Regions from separate parts of the Sus scrofa genome. Here region 1 is linked to region 2. The links are chromatin contacts, called in public HiChIP or PLAC-seq maps. All regions are on one chromosome and are shown on one strand. The core of a region is the stretch at or near the end of the contact, and the rest is flanking DNA. Distances in the headings are between cores, read along the strand shown. Region 1 holds the start of DDX31 (probable ATP-dependent RNA helicase DDX31). Region 2 holds the start of TTF1 (transcription termination factor 1).

The links. HiChIP or PLAC-seq counts read pairs in DNA pulled down with a chosen protein or histone mark.
Region 1: an H3K27ac HiChIP or PLAC-seq map of alveolar macrophages shows a contact between it and region 2. The contact joins the promoter of DDX31 here to the promoter of TTF1 in region 2. A contact is called at or near these places in 1 of 5 promoter capture datasets (liver), 5 of 47 Hi-C or Micro-C datasets (embryonic fibroblasts, fetal skeletal muscle, heart right ventricle and 1 more) and 2 of 2 datasets of contacts at active chromatin or transcription factors (alveolar macrophages and skeletal muscle).

Annotation. Positions count from the first base shown.
Region 1 is chr1:272,450,000-272,456,837 of Sscrofa11.1, reverse strand. DDX31 (probable ATP-dependent RNA helicase DDX31) reads left to right here and starts at 2,443. Exons shown (of 20, transcript XM_003122262.5): 1 at 2,443-2,996. The coding sequence starts at 2,640. GTF3C4 (general transcription factor 3C polypeptide 4) reads right to left here and starts at 2,350. Exons shown (of 6, transcript XM_001929441.4): 1 at 2,170-2,350; 2 at 1,881-2,167. The coding sequence starts at 2,224.
Region 2 is chr1:272,208,994-272,215,285 of Sscrofa11.1, reverse strand. It overlaps TTF1 (transcription termination factor 1), which reads left to right and starts at 2,782. Exons shown (of 12, transcript XM_021070753.1): 1 at 2,782-2,843; 2 at 6,097-6,292.

The DNA of each region.
Region 1 (6,838 bases), core at 1,194-3,693, 240 kb before region 2:
CTCCTTCCCACTACCTGCGGGACGCTTTCCTCCCTTCCTCCTACAACCCAAACCTTACTCCCCCCCGGACCCCCAAGGTCTGCTGCAGATTTACCACCAAATAACCTTCCTTGATGAGTGCGACACACTTAAAATTTCTTCTAGTTGACTGTGCATATGAGCATCCTTAGCAACAGTAAACTCCTTTTCAGCAGAGGATACACCTTTTCAGATCCCTCTGTTCTGCTTCCCTCCTTAGGTGTTTCTAAATTCCATAGCATTACCACCATCTATCCCCCTGATTTGTTTATACTTGAACCAACGGGTGCACAATCATACAAGTTGACCAATGACATGAGTGCTTAACCATACTGGTTTACCAATGATCTAATTCAACATCAACTGTCCGTTTCAAACTTAAATCAGGAATGCTGACAAGTGGTGCAGGTTCCCCGAACCCTACCCACAGTTAATGATTCACTTGTTAAACAGCTGTGCAGAGTAAGTTAAAAAAAAAACCCAACTTCACTCACATAAATATGTTCTCTGTATACAGAGACATCTTGACACGGCTTATCACTATCTAGTGTGACACCGTTATTTGGTCATGACTTGCCAAAAGAATGTAAGCTCCACGAGGCCAGGGTCTTTGTTTTTCACAATGCTTTACTTCCAGAGCCTAGACTGGTGCCTAGCTTATCCAAAGTGGTATTCAAAAATGTCCTGAAAGATATACACTTTGGTAATTGTATAAATGCCTACAGATTCATAAAGAAAATGGAGAAAGTTTTAATACTTTTAAACTATTAAAATGAACAAACAATACGACTGAAGACTTAAAAAAAATAATTTGGGAGTTCCCGTCGTGGCATAGCAGAAATGAATCCGACTAGGAACCATGAGGTTGGGGGTTCGATCCCTGGCCTCGATCAGTGGGTTAAGGATCCAGCATTGCTGTGAGTTGTGGTGTAGGTTGAAGATGCAGCAAAGATCTGAGGAGGCTGTGGTGTAAGTCAGTGGCTACAGCTCTGATTCGACCCCTAGCCTGGGAACCTCCATATGCCCAGGATGCGGTCCTAAAAAGACAAAAAAAAAAAAAAAAAAAAAAAAAAAAAATTGAAAATGGTGATGATAAAACAATAAAACTTCAGGAGCCCTGAAGTTCTGAAGGCAAACTTTGTTAATATGAAGCCAAAAGCACTAAATCTACACGGAGATCTTGGGCTTGAAGTTTAAAACTGCACTGAAGTTTAAGAATTTCCAGAGGCCTTATTTTTTCATGCCACATCCGAAAAAATTTCAATTATTGAAGAAAAACTGGAGTACTAACCCCTACATCCATATTTATTTATCCATCTGCCCAAGATGAGAAACAAGGACCATTTCATAATAAAGTCACTGAAACAGGTAAGACGATGGAGCAAGCCAATTTTTCTCCTCCAAAGCCAAAGAGGCGCAGGGAGAGGGCACATCACAGTAAACAAAGCCAGCCGAGGTCCTCGGGGAGCAAGCCCCAGACAATAGGAGCGACGGTCGAGGCAGGTCTGGGGTTGGGTCAACAGGGGGTGGAGCCTCAGAAAAGACCAAGGAAAGAAAATCTACACTAGCAGCCGGCCCGACGCAGGGGTGAGGGAAGAAGCTGGCTCCGAGAGGGAGCTCCCGAAATACACGTGTATTTGTGTCAGGAGGAAGTGTGAGATCCGGGAAACGGAGCACAAAAGGCTAGATTTGTTGTTTGTTGTTTTAAGCTACGATGACCCTAGCGGCTTATCCCCAAGCGCTGGGTGCAAGGAGGGGAATCCCGGGACTAGGCGTGGGTCGGGATTCCCCAGGGACCGGTGACGCGGCCGCGGGAGGGGAGTAGGAGGAGATCCCAGGGCTGGGGCCCGGGGATGACTTACTTTGAGGAGGCAGCTGTTGAGAGGCGCGGGCACGGAGGTGCGGTGGATAACCAGGTCCTGGCCCGGGTTGTGCACGTCGCAGATGAGCTCCAGCACAGCGATGCTACGGGCGGTGGACACCGACACGCGGTGGTCCTCGGACCACGCCAGCGGCTCCAGGCCGCTCACCGCATACTGCAGCCTCACGGCCGGCTCCCGCCGAGTCACCAGGAGGCGGAACGCGGCGCTGGGCCCGGGGGCCGGGTCCGCCACCGGCCCCTTCCCGCCCGCCTCGCCCTCTTCTTCCTCGGCGGCGCAGGCCGGTCGGCCGCGGGCCCCACCCGGGCCTTGTCGGCCGTATTCATCTCCCCTCAGAGGCTGAAGCCGGACCCCGGGCGCGCCAACTCCGCGTCGCCGTCCGGTTGCCGCCTCTTGCACCGCGGCCGCCGGCCCCCAGCGCCCTCCGCGGCGGTTTTCTTCCCCTTAGGCCCGGAGCGCCGCCGAGCCAGGAAGGACCCCGCCGTTGCTAGGCGACCCAGCCCTGCCAGGTGGCCAAGGCGCTGCCTGTAAAAAACGCGCCTCCTCCGCGGGCTGGACCGCGGGTGGGCAAGGGGCACGCAGCCGCGAGGATCCCCACCGGGTGATCGAGCCCCAGGCCCCTTTAGGGACCTCCCGGGGCAACTAAATGCTGGGGAAAGAGTAACCCGGTGGCAAAGGAAGGAATGCTGGTTAGACCAGGCACGCCTTTTCTTCTGGAGGAATTCAAAGAGCTGCACAAGCATGAACTCTGGGGTCGAGTGGGACTTGGCACCTCTGCCGCAGGCCAGGCCACGAGGGGCTCAAGCGGGGCAGCCCCCCACGCGCTGCGGCCCCAGCCCCGAGCGGCGCGGGCCGTGCGTTTGCAGACCTTCCGGGACCCGGAAGGGGCGCGGGCGCAGGACCCTGCGGGGCAGCTACGCGGGGTCCTCGCGCGCGTCCCACGTGGGGCCGAGCCGAGCGGCGGGGCCGGTTCGAGAGACCCAGACGCGCCTTTCTGCCGGCATGGCAGCCGCCGGTGGAGCGCTCCTCCACGTTCCCGAGCCCCGCGCCGCAGCCCCCAGGACGTTCTCCAGGCCCCGCCCGGCGCAGGCGAGGCAGGTGAGTTCTGCCCCGATTTCAGATTCGTTCGCACCCGGGGCCGCTGCGCGCCGTGAGCTGCCGCCTTGCCTTTTGGTCGGGGTTCGAAGTTCAGGGGGCAAAGCCAGGCGTCGGGCAGCTTCTGGAGGAGTCGCTGAGCAGCGCGGGTCTGAGACCCGGACACCATCCTGCGGAGAGGGGGTCTCGGAGGGAACGGAGTGGGTGTGGAGGGGTGGGGGCCGGCTCGGGCTGCTAGTCGGAGGTAGCGGCGGGGACCTGAGGCTGCCTCCCAGAGAAACTGGGGACTGACGCTTGGGCGGAAGCCCCAGCCCCGTCACTCACCAGCCGTGTCTCTAAACTTATCTTAGCCGCCGTTTTCTCGACTCTAAGGGTCGTTTGTTTCCGGAATGAGAACTGGAAACTAGAGAGTTTTTTGAAGTTTTCCAAGATGGGATGTATTTTCACCCACGTGCAATGAAGGGAAGAGAAAATACACCTAGTCAATGTGGTCACCTCATTAGGTGAGAGAAAGATGCCCTACATTTAACCCAAGCCAAAGCTGAAAATCGGTTTTTAAGGTGGTTCACTAGGCTCCTAGAAAAGAGGAGAAGCAGAAAATTCATACGTTGTCATAAAAACCAGGACGGCTACAGCTTGAAGGCAAGGAAAGTGTGTTTATGTGTGTTTTCTCGAAAAAGCAACACTTAATTCTTTTGAAAAATTAAATGCCAAAGTTTAATTGGTTCTTTTCCTTTCAAACAACGTGGTGATGCTGAAATTCATTGAGTTCAGGTAAGCTCCCATCATCCAACGCCCACTGTGTTATCTTCCGGATTTGTGTGTGTGTGTGTGTGATATTCAGCTTTAGGATTTAGAGACTGTGAGTAAAGTTTTCACCTGGGCGGTGGTGTAGCTGCATCTGTGCCGGAGGGGGAAGGGAAACTACAGAAGAGCCAGTTGGGAACACAGGATTTGGAGCAGGATGGATTTGGATTCCATGTGAGCTTTGCAACATGCTAAGCTCTGTGACCCTAGAGAAGTCACGTCACCTCTCTGATCGTTACTCTTCCTATCCATAAATGGAGAACAGTCATTTCCACTTCGTATGAGGTTATTATAAAGATTAAATGAGATAATACGCTCAAAGACTGTACATTTTCTGATCCATAGGAGCACTCAATAAATGTCAGCGATTCAAAAATAAAGTCATACTGGCTCCGTTGTGGGTAATAGAATCGCTGTATCAGGAGGTCATTAGGGTGCTTGTGCCAAGTACTTAGTAATTAACACATAGAAAGCACTTGCTAAAATTTTGTGGGATGGATTGAATAGGTAAATGTAAGATATCAGGTTTTTTTTTTTTTTTTTAGATTTTTGAACTTTTTTTTTTTTGTCTTTTGTCTTTTTTTTGTTGTTGTTGCTGATATCAGGTTTCATGATTGCTTGAGACACTGTATCAAAAGGATGTTAAGAAGGTGGTGACAGTCTTTTGCTGTGGCCTTGTCCACACCTACGTTTTTGTTTGTCTTGAATAAGCATTGTGTATATATGTTGATCACATTTGCTCATAGCCTCAACTTGGGATGAGTAGCTAATATACTAGGTTTACAAAGATCTTGACAGCTTAAATTACGCTGTTTCTAACACTATGCAGAATGTCTTGTTTCTTTAAAAAAAGTGGTTTATTATAGGAAATTTGGGAAGTAGTAAAAAAAAAAAAAGTACGCGTGAATGCCATACTCAGAGGTAACACTGGGTAACGTTTTGGTGTATGTTCTTCTAGAAGACAATGCAAAACATAGTAGGGGTCAGACTATACAGGGTGTTTCCTAACCAGGAGTTCTCATTGTGGCTTAGTGGTAATGAACTTGACTAGTATCCTTGAGGATGTGGGTTCGATCCCTGGCCTCGCTCAGTGGGTTAAGGATCTGGCGTAGCCGTGAGCTGTGGTGAAGGTTGCAGACAAGGCTCGGGTCTTGTGTTGACTGTGGCTACGGCAGTAGGCCTGCTGCTGCAGCTCTGACTGGACCCCTAGCCTGGGAACTTCTACATGCCACAGGTGTGGCCCTAAAAGCAAAAAATAAAAAAATTAAAAAAAAAAAAGGATACAATTACTAAATGGGATTGTAGCATTATTGTTGGAAACAGTGCTGTCATCTTAAAATAGGATGGGTGTTCTCATTGTGGCTCAGTGGGTTAAGAACCCAAGTATCCATGAGGGTTCGGGTTTGACCCCAGCCCTCGCTCAGTGGGTTAAGGATCCAGCATTGTGGCATAAGTTGCAGATGTAGCTTGGGTCTGGCATTGCTGTGGCTGTGGCGTAGGCAGGCAGCTACAGCTCAGATTTGACCCCTCGCCTGGGAAGTTCTATATATGCTTCAGGTGCAGCCCTAAAAATTAAAAAAAAAAAAGGAGGAGGGGAATGATGCCACTGCTGTGTGGAGAAGTGAGGAAATTCACGCGAGAACTTGGCATACTGACCTGCCAGGTGTACAGTAACGATTCAGTGTGGTTGTTAGTGTGGAGTGTTCGGGCCGGAGGAGCCCCCCAGGTCGGGTGCTGCAACCAACCCCTCATCACGCACGCATGTGCAAGAGCAGACTCGGGGACCCGCTAATTTTTAGAAGCTCCGGATACGTCCTTGCTCCTCTGCTCAGATGCATCTCGTGAAGCACTGCCGCTTCTCTGCCTGCCTTCCCCTCGCTGAAGGCCATGGCAGTCTTTCTTCTTGTTTTGTCCCCTTATAGCCCTTTGTCCGTGCCTCTTCTGAACTACAAATATAGGTTTGGATTTGCGGTTTTACACTTTTGTCTCTTCCATTAGTCTCTGCCTCTTCAGGGGCTTGGCTCATCTTTGTATCTTCAGAACCAAGCTACCTGACAGCTACTCAGTGGTCAGTTTTTTAAGTGAGTGCCTTGTGAATGTGGGGGCCCGTGGTGGGCAGCTCATGGAAAAGGATAATTCCATCATTTGTTATTCATTCATCTTACAAGTATTTGTTGAACATTTACTTTGTGCCAGACGTGGTCCTGTGCTGTAGGGGACAGGCTCTTCCATCTCTTCCAATCTAATGGGGAAGACAGACATCACACAGCGAATTACATGCTGTATGTCTTATTTCACTGAGTGTCACAGAGGAGAATGAGGGTGCTAGGAGGGCCAAGAACAGGGGCCCTGGTTTGACAGGGAGGAGAGAGGAGGTGGGGAAAGGCTCTTCTGAGGACGCAGTAGGTGAGCCCAGCTCTCAAGGATGAGTGTGGCAGGAGGGTGGGGGACATGGCTGTGGAATAGCATGTGCAAAGGCCCTGAGGAGCGAGGGAACGTGGTACATTCTAGGAGTTTAAGGAAGACCAGGACGGTGCAGAGGGTAAAGCTGAGACTGGTGAGATGGGCAGAGGCCAGGTCTTTGTAGATTATATTACACGTTTTCGATTTTAGCCTCCAAGCCCTGGGAAGCCTGCCTAATATTGTGCCTAACTCAAAGCACGTGCTTTTTAGAAAGAAGTTAACACGGGAATCAAGAGTGACCGGGATGATAAGGGATCTGAAGTTTGCATCCTGTTTATAATATTTAGTCCAAAGAAGAAGAAAAAAGGAGTTGTGTGATGAAGGAAGGAGTGATATGTACAGAGTTGCTGCAGAAAGCAGCAGGTAGATATCCCAGGAGACAGATCCTGCCTGAGTGTCAGAAGCAGCTTCCTAACCCCAAGAGTTTGGTTGGTAGCCAGATGGGCTGCCTCATGGGATGGAGAACAGGAGGAGGAGGTGTGTAGGCAGAAGCTGCCGGGCCACCTGTCAGGGGTCCTGTGATACAAGGCCACTCTCGAGGGTGGGCACGTGGGGTCTTTAGGTCTGTTTGGTCA
Region 2 (6,292 bases), core at 1,533-4,032:
TGGCCTGGGGACTTCCACATGCTGTGGGTGCAGCCAAAATAAATAGATAAATTTTTAAACATATCAATGAACATATATACAAAACAGAAAGAGGCCCACGGACATAGAAAACAAACTTATGGTTGCCAAGGGGGGAAGGGGAGTAAGGAGGGATAGATTAGGAGTTTGGGATTAACAAATACCCACTACTGTGTATCAAATAGATAACCAACAGGGACACACTGTACAGCACAGGGAACTACACTCAATATTTTGTAATAATCTATAAGGGAAAGGAATCTGAAAAGATAGATAGACTGAATCACTTTGCTGTACATCTAAAACTAATACGTTATAAACCACTATACTTCAATTAATTTTTTTTAAACATCTGTGCAACTGGTGCCATTTATAATTTTGTTTTTGTCTTTTTAGGACCACACCCGCGGCATATGGAGGTTCCCAGGCTAGGGGTCGAATCAGAGCTACAGCTGCTGGCCTACGCCACAGCCATAGTAACACAGGATCCTTAATCCACTGAGCAATGCCAGGGATCAAACCCACAACCTTATGGTTCCCAGTTGGATTCATTTCTGCTGTGCCACAGTGGGAACTCCTCAGTTAAAATTATTTATTTATTTATTTATTTATTTTTGTTTTTTTGCTATTTCTTGGGCCACTCCCGCGGCATATAGAGATTCCCAGGCTAGGGGTCTAATTGGAGCTGTAGCCACTAGCCTATGCCACAGCCACAGCAACGCGGGATCCGAGCCACGTCTGCAACCTACACCACAGTTCATGGCAACACCGGATCGTTAACCCACTGAGCAAGGCCAGGGACCGAACCTGCAACCTCATGGTTCCTAGTCGGATTTGTTAACCACTGCGCCACGACGGGAACTCCGTCAATTAAAATTTTTTAAATAGGGAGTTCCCGTCGTGGCTCAGCAGTTAACAAATCTGACTAGCATCCATGAAGACGAAGGTTTGAACCCTGGCCCTGCTCAGTGGGTTAAGGATCTGGCATTGCCTTGAGCTGTGGTGTAGGTTGGAGACGCAGCTCGAATCCCACGTTGCTGTGGCTGTGGTGTTGGCTGGCAGCTACAGGTCCGATTTAGTCCCTAGTCTGGGAACCTCCATATGCTGTGGGTGTGGCCCTAAAAAGCAATAAAATCAAATAAATAAAACTTTGAATAAAAAAATGTACAAATATCCATAAGGCCCTGGGGAAGGGGTTCACCACAGAGCAATCTGCACAGACAACAAACTAGCACTTCAAAGCCTTACATACCAACAGTGGACAACACCAGCACTAAATTTCCCAAGGAAACCAGGCAGACTTGCATCTGCTCATCCAAGAGCAGCCCTTGGGTGGTGACGTGTGTGTGTGTGTGTGTGTGTGTGTGTGTGTGTGTGTGTGTGTGTGTGTGTGTGTGTCTTATGTATGCTTATGGCTTATCTAGCTGCTTCAATTCCAGACTTCCACAGAAATACAGGTTGTGCACTTTTTTTTTTTTTTTTTGTCTTTTTGTCTTTTGTTGTTGTTGTTGTTGCTATTTCTTGGGCCGCTCCTGCGGCATATGGAGGTTCCCAGGCTAGGGGTCGAATCGGAGCTGCAGCCACCGGCCTACACCAGAGCCACAGCAACGCGGGATCCGAGCCGCGTCTGCAACCTACACCACAGCTCACGGCAACGCCGGATCGTTAACCCACTGAGCAAGGGCAGGGACCGAACCCGCAACCTCATGGTTCCTAGTCGGATTCGTTAACCACTGCGCCACGACGGGAACTCCTGTGCACTTTTTAATTAAAGATGCTTGGCAGCTCACACAGAGGGAGCCAGATGGTATAGAGCAAGGAGCAGGATACTGGAGTAGATCCCAAGTTTGAATCCTAGCTGGAGCCGCACAAGTCCCCTGGGACAAGTTACATGAAGCCCTAGTTTTCTTACACACAAGGCAAGGCTGACACTACCTAATAAAGATTCCTGAAACATGGGGTTGTTATTGGATTAAATGAGAACTCTTGTTGGTGTGATTATGTTTACTATGCAATAATGCTAAAAGTTTGAGTGGCATGGACTGGACTGGACTTAACGGCCTGCTTACAGCTTTACTTTCAGTCATAAGCTCAGTTTCTTCAGGACTCAGTGGAAATGGGAGACTCAGGATAGATCTTCAAGGCTTCTTTAGCTCTACCCATTTAACCTTGCACCGGCTGACCTCACCTACTGCCCTGCCCCTCATTCACTGTGCTCGGCCACCCTGGCCTTCTTTCCGTTCCTCCAACAACCAAGTTCAGGTCCTCTCTATTTGCTCCCAGCCTGGAACACTCTTCCCTGTAGATTTTTTCCCACCCTCTTCATTTGGAAAAACTCACATGTCACTTGTCCAAGAGCCTTCCCTACTATCCAGCTTAGCACTCACTGTCGCGTCTTTCTCCATCACATTACCCTGTTCCATTTTCCTTGTATGATAATGTTAAATTCTTTTTATGTGTTTGTTCTTCGTCTTCCTCGGGTTAACCACCCCGTTCACCCCTCGACTATGAACGGAACTCAGCCAAAAAACAAACAAAACAAAAAACAACCTGTTGAATAAACGGAATGCAAGCATGATGTAGCAAGTCAATGGAGGGGCTCTGTCCCACTCTCTTATTTTTAGGTCTTGCTCTATTCCACCCCGCAAGACCCCAGAAACAAAACCGGGAGAAAGCAGCGCGGGAGTCACAGCCTGGGGGCCTACGTGCTGCTGCGACAGCGCGATGCCGGACGGGGGCGGGGCCCGGAAGTGACGCACAACTACTTCCGCTTCTACAACCCCGGCACTTCCGGATTGGAAGGCAGGCGAGGACGCGTTCGGACGGTAGGTGAAAGCGATTTTTACTTGTTCCGGGTTTTTTTTTCCCCCGGGCTCGTCTGTAAAGCGAGCGGCGTGTGGCTGCTGTCATCGCGCGGGGGACCCGCCTTTGGCCCAGGGCCCCAGGGATGGGGTCGCAGCCGCTCCAGGCCCTTCCACACGGGAACCAAGGCCGGGGTCGAGAGTCGGCCGCTCGTTGGTTCCTCCCTCTCAGCTCCGGAACGCCCACCCCGGAGCGGAGCAAGGTCTCGCTGGCACCGCAAAGCGGGGACGGAATCCGGGACCAGGCTTGGGCACGTCCCTTCAGGCGGGAAGTGGTGTGTTCAGAATAAGTGGGGAGGTAACCATTTGGGAGCCAGATGGAGAGGAAGATCCCAGTCGTTAGGAGGCGGGTTAGGTCACAACCGAGCGAAGTGCAGTCGGAAAGCAGCCAGAGTATTGAGAAACGCTGCCGAACCGGGAGGCGGGACTCAGTTAAGGGATTAGAGGACGTGATGGCCAAACTTAAACCAGTTATAGCTCAGAAAGGTAACGTGGAGGGAAAGCATTCTTGGGAGGATGAGATGCTGTTGCAAAGTCCCTGAGAACGAAAAGGAGGGCCGTGCTGTATTCTGAGAACAGAAGGAAGGCAGGATGTCTGCAACCCAGAGACATGAGAAGTGGAGAGGTGGACATGGACCAGACTAGCTCATGAAGAGCGTGGTAGGTCTGTAAGGATTTGGGATTTTATCTTAAAAATAAGAGGGAAACTAAGAAGTTTTTAGTGGGGAGTGATGGTATATTTAAAAGATTGAGCTCATTTCAAGAAATCAGAAGGAGAAGCTACGGGGGTATTTACAAAAAGGAAAGAAACTGATGGAAAGTAAAAGAATATTTGAAGGAATTGTCTGCTCTGTTCATTGTTATTAGGAGATCCTGGAAGATGAGCCAGGAAAGTGTCTCTTGAATTTAATCTCTTGAAGGTCATAGGCTTTTTTTTTTTTTTTTTTAATCTTTTTTTGGCATTTCTTGGGCCGCTCCCGCGGCATATGGAGGTTTCCAGGCTAGGGGTCGAATCGGAGCTGCAGCCACTGGCCTATGCCAGGGCCACAGCAACGAGGGATCCGAGCCACGTCTGCAACCTACACCACAGCTCATGGCAGTGCCAGATCCTTAACCCACTGAGCAAGGGCAGGGATCGAACCCGCAACCTCATGGTTCCTAGTTGGATTCGTTAACCACTGCGCCACAAGAGGAACTCCAGGTCATAGGCATTTTTTACCAGAGCAGTCTTGGAGGAGTAACAGGGATGAAATCTGCAAAGAAGTGGGTTAAGAAGTGGTTGGGGAGTTCTCATTGTGGCTCAGGGGTAAGGAACCCAACTAGATGCTTGAGGACGTGGGTTCGATCCCTTGCTTCACTCAGGCATTGCCATGAGCTGTGGTATAGGTCGGTAGGTCGCAGACACAGCTCCGATCCCGGGTTGCTGTGGCTCTGGTGTTGGCCGGCAGCTACAGCTCTCATTTGACTCCTGGACTGGGAATTTCCATATGCCAGGAGTGTGGCCCTAAAAAGAAAAAGAGAAGAAGTGGTTGGAAGGCAAAGACATGGAGAGAGGAATGTCTCTCTTAAGAAATTTTGTTGTGAAGGGAGGAAAGAGAATAGCTAGATGGGACTTTAGGGTTAGAGGGTGGTAGCATCTTGAAGTTAGAAGAGTCTAGAGATTGTTGGAGGCGTTCCCACTGTGGCCTAGTAGGTTAGGAATCCGACTGCAGCCACTCAGGTCATTGCAAAGTCATGGGTTCCATCCCCAGCCTGGCACAGTGTGTTAAAGGATCCGGCACTGCCGCAACTGTGGCCTATGTCCCTGGCCTGGGAACTTCCATCTGCTGTGAGTGTGGCGAAAGAAAGAAAGAAAGAAAGAAATGTTGGCATGCTGCTAGAAGGGAGCCAGTGCAGAAGGGAGAGGCAGAAGATACAGGAGAGAGTTGGGTTACCCATGGATCACCGTCTCTCTGAGAAGGAGGAGGCTGGGATCCAGCACGCACATGGAGGAAAGGGCCTTTGACAGAGAAGAAGCACCTCCCTTGCGGTGGCAAAAGGGAGAGAGAAGGGGGCAAAGGCAGGCAAAACCGTCAGATTTGGAGGGGAACATATTTCCGGTCTAACGTGTGTGTGAGAGTGTGTGGTCACAGGCGAGATAATCTACTGTAAGAGGGAAGAATGGAATTTTGTGACTCCTGAGCATTGAGACTGGAACTCAGTGTGTCAGGAATAGTGGGCACCTGAGCCATCGGAAGCAGTGCTGTCCCAAAAAGTGGAATGCATGCCACCTGTGTCATTTAAAATTTGCTATTAGCCACATTAAAAAACATGGAAAGTTCATTAAAAAAGGAAAAAGAAAAAAGAAAAGAAAAACAAAGCAAAACAACTCAATTCTTTTTAGTGCTTCGTAATATTCCACTGTTAGGATGTACCAGAGCTGATTCACTTACTAAAGGGCATCTTGGTTGCTTACAAGTTTCGGCCGCTGTGAATAAAGCTGCTGTAAAAATTCAAAAAAAAAAAAAAAAAAGGAAGGAAAAGGAATTAGGAATGCATCTACTTAACAGTGTCCAAATTATTATTGAAACATGAAAGCAGTATCAAAAATTATGCGTGAGATGTTTCTCTGTCTCTGTTCAAAGGCTTTGAAATCCGGTATGTATTGTACTTAGAGCTCAGGTCAGCCTCAACAAATTTCAAGTGCTCAGCAGCCTCGTGTAGCTCCTGCAGCCATACTGGACAGTGCAGATCTCGAGGGACGTCGCTTAGTTACTGGTCAGTGCTCAACTCCCAGCCAGAGTTAGCAACCAAGTGTTGTGAGTTTTTTCTTCAGCTGTTTTTTGGCCTCACTCATGGCAAGTGGACGTTCCGAGGCCAGGAAGTAAACCTGAGCCATAGCAGTGGCAACACCAGATCCTTAACCCACGGAGCCACCAGGGAACTCCTTCCCAGCTGTTCTTAAGAGTTCAAACGCAGGAGTTCCCAGTGTGGCGCAATGGGATCAGCAGCATCTTGGGAGCTCTGGGAAACAGGTTCAGTCACCGGGCCCAGCACAGCACAGTGGGTTCAGAGTCCCGTGTTGCCACAGCTGTGGCTTAGGTCCCGCCTGCAGCTCAGATTTGGTCCCTGGCTCGGGAGCTCCATAGGCCTCTGTGCAGCCAAAAAAGAAAAAAAAAAAAGAGTTCAAAGGCAGCCAAAGGGAAGGCATTAAGTCATTCTCAAAATATATTTACAGAGCTCCTCCTGAAGCCAGGCGCTTGTGGGTGCTAGGCTGCAGTGGTAGAGGAGAATACTTAAGTCGGCTGGACCCCTCTGAACAGAGCATCCGCCCGCACCTGTCTGCCTACAGCTGAGGCCTCAGGTCCTGGGTGCGTCTCCCGCATCTCTGGGTGACAGCAGGGAGGAAGGCTTCAACCAAAGCCCGTGGTGCT